4 separate regions of the Zea mays genome follow, and regions 1, 2 and 4 are each linked to region 3. Evidence: chromatin contacts called from public Hi-C data. All regions are on one chromosome and are shown on one strand. Each heading gives the region's core, a stretch centred on a gene start, on an enhancer-like site or on the middle of the called end of the contact. The rest is flanking DNA. Distances are from core to core; before and after follow the strand shown.

Region 1 (2,986 bases), core at 441-2,940, 290 kb before region 3:
ACTCGGCAAAGACGATAAACTTAATGACTGGCCCGCGCTCGGGCCATTTCTTTTCTTACGCCGCCACCGCTTCTCACCTGCGACGCCGTCGCCGCCCATTCTTGGCCGCCACCACCGCCACCGGCCCCGCACCTGAGCCCTGCCGCCCCCGGCCCCGGCCGCCACCACCGCCGCCCCCAACTCCAGTAATGTTTGCCCTTATGAAATTTTCTACAAGTTTTGTATATAAACTTTCTACAAGTTTTGTATAGAGCAGTTTAGAAAGGGAGACTATAATGAAATCAAAAGTTTTATTCTATGATTAATGTTTTTACCCATAAGATAGTATAAGTTATGTTCTCTAAATTTGTTATAGTGGTAAAATATAGTGGTAAGAATTCTTTGGATCGGAATGATTACCATTACTGTGAATAAAATCATATAATGTGATGGTGGATATGTTTTGTAATACTCAAGTTGTAAAGAGAAAGAAAGGATATATTTTCCTTATATGATTTGCCTCTATTTATTTGAACATGTGAATAACCACACCTAAAAGTGAACAATTAACAAATGAGACATGAACAACTTGTGCATCATGTTGGAGTTATTTAGTTGTGTATTTAATGATAATATTGACCATAGAGACAGAAATAAATTAATGTCCAAATTGGAGATTAATACCTAATTTGAATATTTAGGAATGGGGAATAATAAAGAAAGAGAAGAAAATGCCACATAACATAAAGGAAATAAATACATAAATAAATATATTCTGTTCATCACTAGATTTGAATTTGTACATTTCATATATGTGCATGTTCACAAAAAAAATTCAAATTCAAAATTTGAAATCTAAAATGAGAAAGGAAAATAAAAAGGAAAAGAAAAGGAAAACCCTAACATGTCGCATGGGCCAACACCCCCGAAATCAGCCCACTTGGCCCATCCCCGCGCGTGCTGGGATCCCGCGGGCTGCTGAGTTCTCCCTCGGTGTCAGGTGGGGTCTGGCCGTAAGTCTATTTGCGCGCGCCTGTATGTAGGCCCGGTTTGTCGGTTTCCCGCCCGCCTGTGTTTCCTTGGTCCCAATGACGGGTGGCCCCCCTCCACTGTACTTCTTCCCCGCGCGCAACCATCGTTGCAATTTCCCCAGGACCGACCAGTTAGCCATCCACCTTCCGGACTCCTCGGCCACCACTCATGTCCATATTTAGCGCCCCTGGGACCCGTCCGCACCATCCTGAACCTTGGAAACCCTGGCCACGTCGCAAACCAGAGAGGGAGAGGAAGTGTGGTGCCGCTGCGGAGGAACTTTTCACCGAGCCGCCATCCGCGCCGTGTGTGGAGTCCGGAGCCATCTACAGACCGAGGGGAAAGGCCTCCACAACATAGTCGGCGGGATTGGCCCCTACATCACCGGGAATTCCTCACTGAAGTCTTGGTTGGCGCTCAAGCCGCACCACATCGTCGCCAGGAGACTCGACGCCATAACCGTCGGTGAGTATACGTCCTCCGTGTTCGTGCGGTCGTCCTCTTCATTTAGCGCTAGTAGAATCGAAGTATGGTGCTCTGAATCACCGGGCAGGAAGAGTTCGCCGGCACGATTTGACCTCCAGGGCGCCACCACCGCCGGTCGCGGTCAGATGAGGGAGATAGACCGCACACCGTCTGATCCATAGTCGACGGTCGAGATTAGCTATGGGTTACCAATTGGCGGCCAGTGAATCGTGGTTGTTGGTTGGAGATCGTGAGAATCATACTAGATCTGGACACGGGGAAATATGGAGCATAGATTTTGGATCGGACCATCGGCACTGCATAATGATCCGTTTATGTAATCGATCTAATCGGCACCGTTGATTTCTAATCTGACGTCTGGGGTTCCTGGATACCTCTTTGGTCGGTGGCTTTACAAAAGAGTCCCTGGATTTATTGATAAACAACCCGCAGTCCCACACAGATTGAATCTGAGTCTTAAGAATTTTTATGATGTAGCCCATATATTCTTCAGTAATCCTGTGCGCAGTCCAGGGTGTTGTTAAATGAAATATAAAATATAAAAAGGGTTTTTGGTACTAAAACAATTGTAGAAACTTGTTTAATTCCGAGAAAATTCATTTTAACTTCTTTTTAGTCCATTCCAATTTCTATAATTTGGTATTAATATCGTTTACCATTTAGTATCTCTGTTTTAGCATGATACCCATATTAAAATTGATCACTTAGTTAATTTTGTAACAAATACACAAAAACTTCGGAAAATCATAACATAAAATCCGTAACTCCGAATTTAGTGATTCTTGTTCCTACGATATCGTTTCGATGCGTATATTATTATTATGTATTCTGAATTCATGTTTGGTGTGATGTTATTTTCTCCCTTGTACCATGTTTGTTTATATTATGGCGACTAGACGAGCCAGTGGCCGAGGATCGAGGTGTTCAACAGGTAGAAGTTGTTGAGCAGGAGCTCATTGAAGGAAAGTTGTGCCCTTGACCACTTTTATTTACCCAATAATGTTCTATATAATCATTTTATCATGCATAGTCTTAATTTTTATGGGACCCAATAGGTCACCCTAGTCTAGTTATCTTTTCACCTTGTTTACCCCTGAACTTTTGGGTAGTCTTTTTTATTGCTATATATGGTTTTGGGTGTTGAGATAACTATTATACATGACCATTCTTTATTACTGTTTTATTTCTTTTCATGATAATACCACTATGTTAACTGGAACATCGAGCTTAACTTGAGAAACACGTGCCACAACAAGGGTGGAATGGGACACCCTTGGCTGACTAACTAGGAAAGCTAGTGGAGGACTACCTTACCCGAAAGGGCAAGAGCAGTAGGGGAGTAGGCGTGTAGGGAGGTTCTCGAGTTGATTTTGCTGCGATGGCGGTTAGACGGGGGATTCCTCCATTGCTCTTCCTAGAAACTGTAGCAGGTTTACTGAAGCTAGTGGAACTTTGTAAAGGCCTCGTAGTGGATCCCTAGCCATTCACC
Region 2 (2,726 bases), core at 32-2,531, 420 kb before region 3:
GGTTTGAGTATTCCCGAACTACCTGAAATATTGTGTCAGCTTCATAAAACATATACACCCTATTGAATTAGTACAAAACACAGTTTGAATAATGATATACATGCATGTAAAAACACAAACAATCTACAATTACAAGTTTACAAGTTCATACACATTTACACATAATTATATATGCACAATTTGATAATTAACAATGACATGAGTACATAACACATGAAAGTCTGCGTAATTCGGGTACCCGATTGTAATATCCGAATTACTTGAAATAAGTTTGAGTTTTACAAATTACCATTCACAATTCTTGAACAAAATTCGGGTTTTGAGTAATTTGGGTTTGGGTATTCCGGTTTTGGGTTTCGGTTATGGTTTTTTTCCCAGCACTATAATCAATTGTGTAAGTATAGTTTCCAAGCAGATTTTATAGTTGTTTCTTGTGCAACTATGTAATTAGATAATATTTCTAAAGACCTAAGCACAATCCTAGCCATGCAATTTGATTTTTGCAGCCTCATGTATCTATAATGTTAGAAATCAAATGGCGCGATGCTTAATTATGGCACACGACTTATTTAAGTTTGATGTTTCATAACTCATATTTTTTATAGTTCATTATATTTGTTCAATGGTGCTTACCGTATATATCTATATGTTGAATCTTTTTGGGTACGGGGTAACCCGACAGGTGACTCTGGGGTAAATCCATACCCACAAGTCAATATAAGTGATCCGATGAGGTTATCTTTTTGTAGTGGGTATGAGTATGAGATAGTAATACTATGTGGGTATTTATTTACTCATTGACATCTCTACTAACAGTAGATAACGTTCCTAGGTAACAATTCGGACTTTGGAATCGATAAGGTCTTGTTCTGTTATTCCCAATCCATGTGGATTGGAGTGGATTGGGTGGCATTGAGTCTGATTTTAACTTACTATAGATTTAAACCAACTAAATCCCGTCAATCCACATGGATAAGCATCAAAACGAATAAGTCCTTAGGCCTTGTTCGGTTATTATAATTCTATATAAATTAAAGTGGTTTAAAATAAATTAAAATAAATTTTAATTTGCTATGAATTTAAACCGACTTAATATCATTCAATTTATATGGATTAAATATCCAATTCATATGGATTAAATGAACGAGAGCTGAAAAACTGTCAAGTATTACTCACCGAGGGCCCAAAAGTTTATCCCGCTAGTCGGACGCTGGTTTAGCTATAGGGGCCTTTCCGTTTGTAGTTGCGCTAGAAAGGTGAACCTAGCCCAAAGCAACGGCAAAGCCCGTCAGCCGGTGTGTAGACCCAATACGGCCCGGCCGATTTGTCGCTGACGTCACCTCATCTTCACCACCGGAGTCCGGAGTAATGCGCAGGCCACAGGGTCGGGTTCGCTTTTTCTTGGCTTCTTCTCTCGTCCATCCACAGGGGGAAGGAGCAGGAGGGAGGGAGCCATGGTTGTCAGCACATTCACTGGCCCCGGGATTGGGATCGGTGAGTGAACCAAAGGCCCCATCATTTCAGGCGCCAAGATCAGACCTTGACGTTGCTCTCTCTGATTCTCGCTCCTTATTTGGTTTGCTGAATTCATTTTTTTTTCTGTTTGATCCGGTGCAGGGTTCGGTGTCGGCTGCGGGTTCGGCGTCGGGTGGGGGTTCGGAGGTGAGAGCATGCTCATTTTCGCGTGATTAATTTGTTTCTTTTTGGTGTAGGCGTGTATTAGAAATCTTAACTTGTCAAATTGAACTAGCGAGATCCTTTTTTGGATTCTGTGTTGTTGATTTCGTGTTGGCTGTATTTGGCGGTAAAATGGCTATCAAATTATTTACAGGACAAGCATGCGGTTGCAGTTCAGTCCCAAGTTGTTTCCCTTTCCCATGCGATTCTTTCCAAGTTGCTTAATATCTGTTTACTGCTAAATAGGGACTAGGGACCAACATTGTGTATATGGATTGGTTCCTATCACATTACCAACATGATCATAGTAAAGTATACTTTTATGAAGCTACTTAGTAATATGCAACAAATGTTTAAAATGATTCGTTTTAGATAACCCAAAATGTCACTTATTTGTGATTGGGGGGAGTAATATTCAATGAAAATGTGTATTCATGATCAAGAAATGACATGCTTTTGGTTTGCTTTTCTACCCAGGAATGCCTCTTAACACGTTCGGCTTGGGTATTGGTACTACTTCTAAGCCTATATTCACTTACATTTCCTTGCTAGTAGATTTCTAAAATCCATCTTGTTAAAAATAGGTGGGGGCTGCGGAGTTGGTCTTGGACTAGGATGGGGCTTTGGAAATGCTTTTGGTTGTCAGTATCGATCTTCAAGAGTCCAGTTCCAGGGCATTGAATTTCAGAAGAAGGCTGGAGGAGATGAATCACAAAAAGTTGTTTCACCCGAGCTTGCTGAAAAGTCTCATCCTTATGGCTAGTATTCCTGCTACCACAAAATCCACAGAGACTGAGTTCTGTGTGCTGAGTTGCAGTTTAATTACATACATGTGAGTTCTTTGTTAGTAATGTTATGCTACACTTATGGTCATTTCTGTTGTAACCAGAAGTTGTTAATGGATGGAATTTTCAATTAGGAAGAAATGACGCTAATATTTGCCCTACATGCTATTCATTTACTTTTCATGGTTGAAGGCCCGTCACTATCATTTATTGCTGTGCTTTATGTTGTAAAGCTACCATATCTTGACTTGGTCTGAAATTTGA
Region 3 (2,761 bases), core at 66-2,565:
AATCCCTTAGGTTATCTCCAGCAACTTACCCATCCCCATATCCATACTCCGCTCTGCGAACAGTGCAGTCTATGGTGCAAAGCAGTGTTTTTTGGGTTACCATATAGGTGAACTGCTGAAAACGGTCTTAGTGACACAAAGTGCATTCCCATGAATGGAGCAAGTAATGCAGATTCTCTCACTGAAAGCATTGCAAGAGCTATGCAGAGGCTAAGCTATCCTGCTATCAATCTTGCAATTCGCAGAGCAATGCAATGAACACCAGTCCGAGCAGTGCACAGTTAATGGCTCGCCCCAGGTAGATCAACATCCAATCCCAGTGAATCACTGATCAACCCAATCGTGAAGACCTAAATTACCTAATGATTTTTATGAACATAACTGAACTACAATTTGTATCAGTTGATAACATAATACTTTTGGTTGAACCAAAGAAACAATCGATAGATTCTGAACATGCAATTGTGTGGCCACAACATTTTCAGTGACAATCCACAATCAGTAATCACCTTGTCAGCAACTAAAAAAACTTTGTTCTTCTACATGTTAAACTGATCATCTCAGTGTTGTTCCGGAAAATTGAACTGCGGGGAATTCCAAAGAATCTACAGAGAATTCGAGCAGGAAGGAGGTGCCCCGAACCTGGAGCACGGAGAGTCGGGCGGAGGCACGCGAGCAAGGTCATCAGCAATTCAGCACCAGCGGGCGGCATGGTGCCGAGGTGCGGGCAGCTGGTCCGCGCCTCTACCCACCCCGCCGCCGCGCCGTAAAGGTCACCCAAATCCAGTTTTCCGTCGGCCACCTCGACCCCGTCCTCATGTTGTTGGCTCCTTGGCTCCTCCCGTCGGCGCCGTCCTCCTCCCTCTCCTTCCCCTGGCAGAAACGCACGGACGCGACCGAGCGGATGTTAAAGAGAGAGAAAAAAGCAGCTACAACCTGGAGTGTGAGGTGTGCAGCGCTACGCGGAACGTTCGCACCATTTGGGACCACAACGTACCCTCACCGGCGACGGAGGACATCGTCGGAGACGAGGTGGAGGCGGTCGAAGGCAACAGCCAACAGGAGACGAATCAGAATCAACCAACGGAGCCGTCGAGCCTGGGGAGTGGGGAGAGACTTGGACTAAACCGCAGACACATATGGCCCATGTGGCCCAGAAGGTTCATTTCAGCCCAATTACAGGACTATGGAACTACGGGCCATTTGGCCCAATCGGGTCTGCTCCTGGCTTAGGGTTTCGCTCGCTGCGTCAGCTATATATTCCGCTTCTCCCAACGGCGCCGCTACTCAGTGCTCACCGAACTCCATCTATCTCTTCCCCACGAACGCTTGCGGCGGCGGCGGAATTAGGAGGCGATGGGGCACTCCAACGTCTGGAACTCGCACCCCAAGAACTACGGGCCCGGATCCCGCGTCTGGTACGTGTGTTCCATTTACCGGCACATATTTTTTTTGATGCGTTTAATCGAATTTATAGATGTAGGAGTTTCTTTTTATTTTTTGCTCTGTGTGGATTTAGGTTCCTCCGTCGATCGGTGATAGTTATGGACTAGATTTTGGATCGATGTGATTCGAGTTTGTGTAGTGTATTCGAGGGTTCCTTAGTTACGTTAATTGATTATTGCGGTTTACTATAGCCAATTTTATGGATCGTTTGCCCAGGTTACAGACAGTTTGATTCTGGACTTGTCTGTGTTCATTGTTGTCATGTATGGCACACAAGTATAAGTTCCAACAATTCAGCTAAGCACTATTATTTAGTCTGCAGTGGTATGCTCCTTATTGTGGCGTTGTACTTAGCGGAACTTGTTCACTTTGACAGCCGTGTCTGTGCGAACCCTCATGGACTGATCAGGAAGTACGGGCTGATGTGCTGCAGGCAGTGCTTCCGCAGCAATGCCAAGGACATTGGCTTCATCAAGGTATGCAATATAAGCTTCAAACTCCTGTGTGAATGATGCTTAGCATCATTAATGCTTTATGATTTTGTATTGGATATTTAGTCTGAAAAGTTGCTATCAAAAAACACGACAAGAAAAAAGTGAAAGACCGATAAATCCATTAGTTAATATTTGTGAAATAGCTCCATTTAGACACTATTCTGCTTTTAGTTAGCCTCCATCGTAAACATGGAAAAGGCTCCAAGATTCTATGATGTAAAGTGTCTGATACTTATCTGTTGTTTTATCATCTTTAATTCTTTAATGAATTAGTTACTGCCAGCTTTTAGGCGACATCTTGCAGTTTAGGGCATTCCTATGTATTTAGACTGTTTCTTTGGCACTTTGTTCCCTTTCTTGCAAGTGCAGCTGTGGTATTTTGTTGAAACATGCCCTACACTTTGCTGGTAGTCTTTTTTTATTCAAAGAATGAATTGTGGTTACATGTTTTTCATGTTGACATGAAAACATTAATGTATGGCTATGGCACATAAAGTGCCTACAATTATTTTGCTGCCCATGGCAATATTTTTGAAATTTCTCCAATTTGGTTGACTTACTATTGCTCTTTAACCAATGCAATGCCTATATTTTTGTTGCAGTACCGCTGAAATCAGGTGGGAATGGACCATGTGGTAGAGGCGAGGCTGTAGTTTTATTTCCAGTAATTTAGATGTTTTGTTCAGAAGTCTGCTAGTAAAGACTGCTACGTTTATGATGAAGAACTTAGCCATGTTGGTCATATTGATCATGAGTTACCTATGTTGAGCTTAAACTATCTTGTGTCCAACCATCGCTGGGTAGTATGATTACTGTAATGT
Region 4 (3,144 bases), core at 68-2,567, 360 kb before region 3:
CCTGGAGAAGTGACCATTGAACAGTTTTTTTTCAGCATTACGAAGTCTATGGATACTACTCTACTTCGTGAGCCGGCAGTTCCGGCGAGACATGGTTTACCTGCTGTCTGAATGTCTGTTCTTGCCTCAGCATGGCCATCTTGATGTGTTCCTTCTCCATCTTGATCTCTGCCCGCGCCACCACACAAGTATCAGTTCGATGGCCTGGACTGTGTGTCTGCAACAAGTAGAAACGGATGTGAGATGCTAGCACATTTGCCTGCGATGGTAACAGTTTCTAGCGGTCAACTGAATAAGTTACTGAATTTTTCTATTCATCTTTGATTTGAAGAGCTCTTCCCTGTCGGATAGGGGATGGCGCATTTAATTTATTGTAGTAATAAGTTGAATGATGAGTATCCAAAGATATCATAATAAATGTGGTGCTACATTGTTGTAGTTATATGCAATCTAAACATCAAATGAGAATTTGTCCTATGTGCTTGTACACCTGCAATTGAGTTATATGCTTGTCCATAGGTTTGGCAGTCTGCACTTTCACGTTGTCCTCCACTGACATATATGTGCTGTTTGGTTAGGAGTACGTGAATGGATACCACCGTGATCTTAATGGAAAAAAAAAGTAACAGATACAGATCTGTAGCAACGTAAAATAATATAACTGTCTTTGCGCTGTAATTGGATCCCGGACGACCACAATGGTACAGAAGCAGAAATTTCTCTCCACATATTTATGCAAAAAAAAAATACACGCTTATAGTGTACTAACGTCTAAAAATTCTCGCAGGTAGAATTCTGGAAGGAACCAGGGGAAGATGATATCTGTATCATAATTCTGCTTCATTATGTTTCCAAACAAAAGTATGCCTTCGTGTCTTAACTGATCCTGAAGGGAACTCCGAAAAGCTGATTTCTTTCTTTACAACACTAGATTTTTGGAGCAGCTGCTCCTTGACCATGAATGAAATTACAAAAGCACGACGACCAGGCAAGAACATGACGACGACATGCATGCAAGCTTTCAGAATGGTCCATGAAGGCCGGGCAGGCCCAAGGGCGGTTCTTGGAAGCGACAAGGATCAAGAGCGAGATAAAACGACGCAAGGGGGCCTTGAGCTCACCTCCGCTGAAGTGCTGATTCCTCTGACGAAGCTGTTGGGCACCTCTCACAGGAGGGGAGGGGGGGGGGGGGTGGGGGGGGGGGGGGGGGGGAAGAAGAAGATCTCCTGGTAGTGGTAGCTACTGCTAGGCCAAAGGAACGGATTTTGGCCCTGCTGAGAAGCAACAGCCAGCAGGATTTGCATGTGTATCAAATCTGGTGAGGCAGGAGGGGGTGGAGGAGGGGATTTAAGATTCTCCCCTGTCATTTGTTTTACTGTCATGGTGGACCCCTCCCTGTGGGCATGCCAAACAAATCCATGTCATTTAGGCCAATGGAGTTCATATGTGATAAAGGCTCCCAAGATGCTCCTATGTAGTGCCAAGAAAAGGATAGGGCCAAGATAAGAAGCCCCAGCTATTATATTCTTCGTTCTTGCAGCACCGAAATTCTTATGTGCCCCCACTCCAGCTATATATACACATCCTTAGTGGCTTGTTCGGTTAGAAGTGAATTGAAAGGGATTAAATGTCTTGTTAGTCAAAATTGAATAGAAAGAGATTTGATCTCTCTCGATCCCCATGCAACTGGATTCTAATTCTAGCTCTCTGTTTGATTTTGAGCAGTAGTTGTTACCTCTCCCCATGGGTTTGTGTAGGTAGCCATGTCAGTTTTAAATGTTATTGCTGGATCAGCACAAAAAGGAGCACTGAACAGACAGCTAGGCATGCAATGTTTTGGATCTCATGGTCACATGTTCAATGGATTAAGGTTATCATCACCACTTGTCTCAAATAATGCATGCACTTACATTACTGTCATCCAAAGTCAGAGGGCCATCTATCTTAGCAAGGTTAGCATCACATGATTGAGATAGCATGAATAAAGTAAGCACGAGGCCTTGCCGTTTTTACCATAACGTATATCTTTTTATTACAGCGGTCAGTGGATCTGTAGCTCTGATCTGTACCGGCAAAACCTAGATCCAGCAGTCAATCCTGACCAGATTCAGAATTGAAGTTGGATCATGTGTTGGCTTCATATGCAGGCCTTTCTCTAGATTGTGCAATGTGATTGGATGGCGAGTTATGTGGAGCGGTTGGTAACAGTAACATGTGTTGGCCTGGTCCCCGCCACACCCTCCCTCAGATTTCTGCGACGCAAGCAACAAACTGCTCATTCTCACTGGGGATTTGGAGTTATTCCAGGGATTGCGACAAGTCAGGGCCTGAAAAATTCTGGCCTGTATGATTAGTTCCAGACCATGGTGTCAGCCCTGTCATTTTCCTTCTCATTGCCATTTCATGCAGGTCTCTGTCACCTCTCTCCCCAGGGATTAGCTAGCTGGATGTGTCTTGTACACTACTTCACCTTTGGTTAACAGGACGTGTCGTTCTGTTTGATACTTTGGTTGTTCACAACCACAATATGATTCTGTTTGTCTTTATCATTTTTTCGTTTTTTTTTGCGAAGATAGTTGTCTGTATTATTTGCAGCACTGTTCTTTGTTTTTTTATTAGTTGTTATTACTTGGTACAACGTCCATATGCATGTGGTTAATATACATAGTTGTATTTTTTACCCAGCGCTGAGCACCAAATTTGACACCTGGATGGCCAGATGGTCTGGCCATGTAGCCCGAACAGCCTGCGCCCCGGATGGTCCGCGATTACAATAATTCAGGCTGGAATCTTTATCCCGCGAGTGATTATCCATCTAATCTCGCGGGAACTGTTGGATCTTGCCTAGGAACGGGTCCAGACCCCTTATATATGGAGGGGTACGGTCGATTGGCGCACAACACAATCGATCCAAATCAATACAATCTACTTTATTTGTTTCGTTCTTCATCGCATTAGGATCAGGAGTAATTTATACCTAGTTTAGCAATTCCTCAACCCCAAATATTTATCCCTCTTCAACTCTACGTCGTCTAGGGACGTCCCGGATGGCCTGTCGACTGCAGTGCACCCCTGGAATTCCTCCCTAACGGGGTCCCCCCTCGGGGGTGTGGGGGGAGTTCTATGCTTTTTCGATGAGGAAGT

Evidence for each region. Hi-C and Micro-C count contacts between places; a contact is called where the count stands out from the background.
Region 1: a contact with region 3 is called in a Hi-C map of leaf, with 4 times the contacts expected there. The contact joins the enhancer-like site here to the promoter of LOC100282513 in region 3. A contact is called at or near these places in 3 of 25 Hi-C or Micro-C datasets (ear and leaf).
Region 2: a contact with region 3 is called in a Hi-C map of ear, with 5 times the contacts expected there. The contact joins the promoter of LOC100275072 here to the promoter of LOC100282513 in region 3. A contact is called at or near these places in 5 of 25 Hi-C or Micro-C datasets (ear, leaf, seedling and 1 more).
Region 4: a Hi-C map of leaf shows a contact between it and region 3, with 8 times the contacts expected there. The contact joins the promoter of LOC100275221 here to the promoter of LOC100282513 in region 3. A contact is called at or near these places in 9 of 25 Hi-C or Micro-C datasets (ear, leaf, leaf mesophyll and 3 more) and 2 of 3 datasets of contacts at active chromatin or transcription factors (leaf and seedling).

The regions. Positions count from the first base shown.
Region 1 is chr6:30,232,280-30,235,265 of Zm-B73-REFERENCE-NAM-5.0, reverse strand. No RefSeq gene overlaps it. Among protein-coding and RNA genes, the nearest start is that of LOC103629153, 28 kb to the right of the region's middle. Within about 2 kb of position 1,690, at least 17 of the 20 cell types and tissues checked have an H3K27ac peak or open chromatin away from gene starts, as enhancers often do. A contact at or near this core is called in ear and leaf, where this site is marked.
Region 2 is chr6:30,369,109-30,371,834 of Zm-B73-REFERENCE-NAM-5.0, reverse strand. LOC100275072 reads left to right here and starts at 1,281. Exons shown (of 4, transcript NM_001149261.1): 1 at 1,281-1,494; 2 at 1,618-1,662; 3 at 2,155-2,187; 4 at 2,262-2,603. The coding sequence starts at 1,455. The coding sequence ends at 2,440.
Region 3 is chr6:29,946,231-29,948,991 of Zm-B73-REFERENCE-NAM-5.0, reverse strand. LOC100282513 (40S ribosomal protein S29-like) reads left to right here and starts at 1,315. Exons shown (of 3, transcript NM_001159462.2): 1 at 1,315-1,418; 2 at 1,823-1,922; 3 at 2,543-2,761. The coding sequence starts at 1,357. The coding sequence ends at 2,551. LOC103630926 (a long non-coding RNA gene) reads right to left here and starts at 1,106. Exons shown (of 4, transcript XR_002262999.2): 1 at 998-1,106; 2 at 643-873.
Region 4 is chr6:30,309,799-30,312,942 of Zm-B73-REFERENCE-NAM-5.0, reverse strand. It overlaps LOC100275221, which reads right to left and starts at 1,317. Exons shown (of 3, transcript NM_001149360.2): 1 at 1,122-1,317; 2 at 101-217; 3 at 1. The coding sequence starts at 160.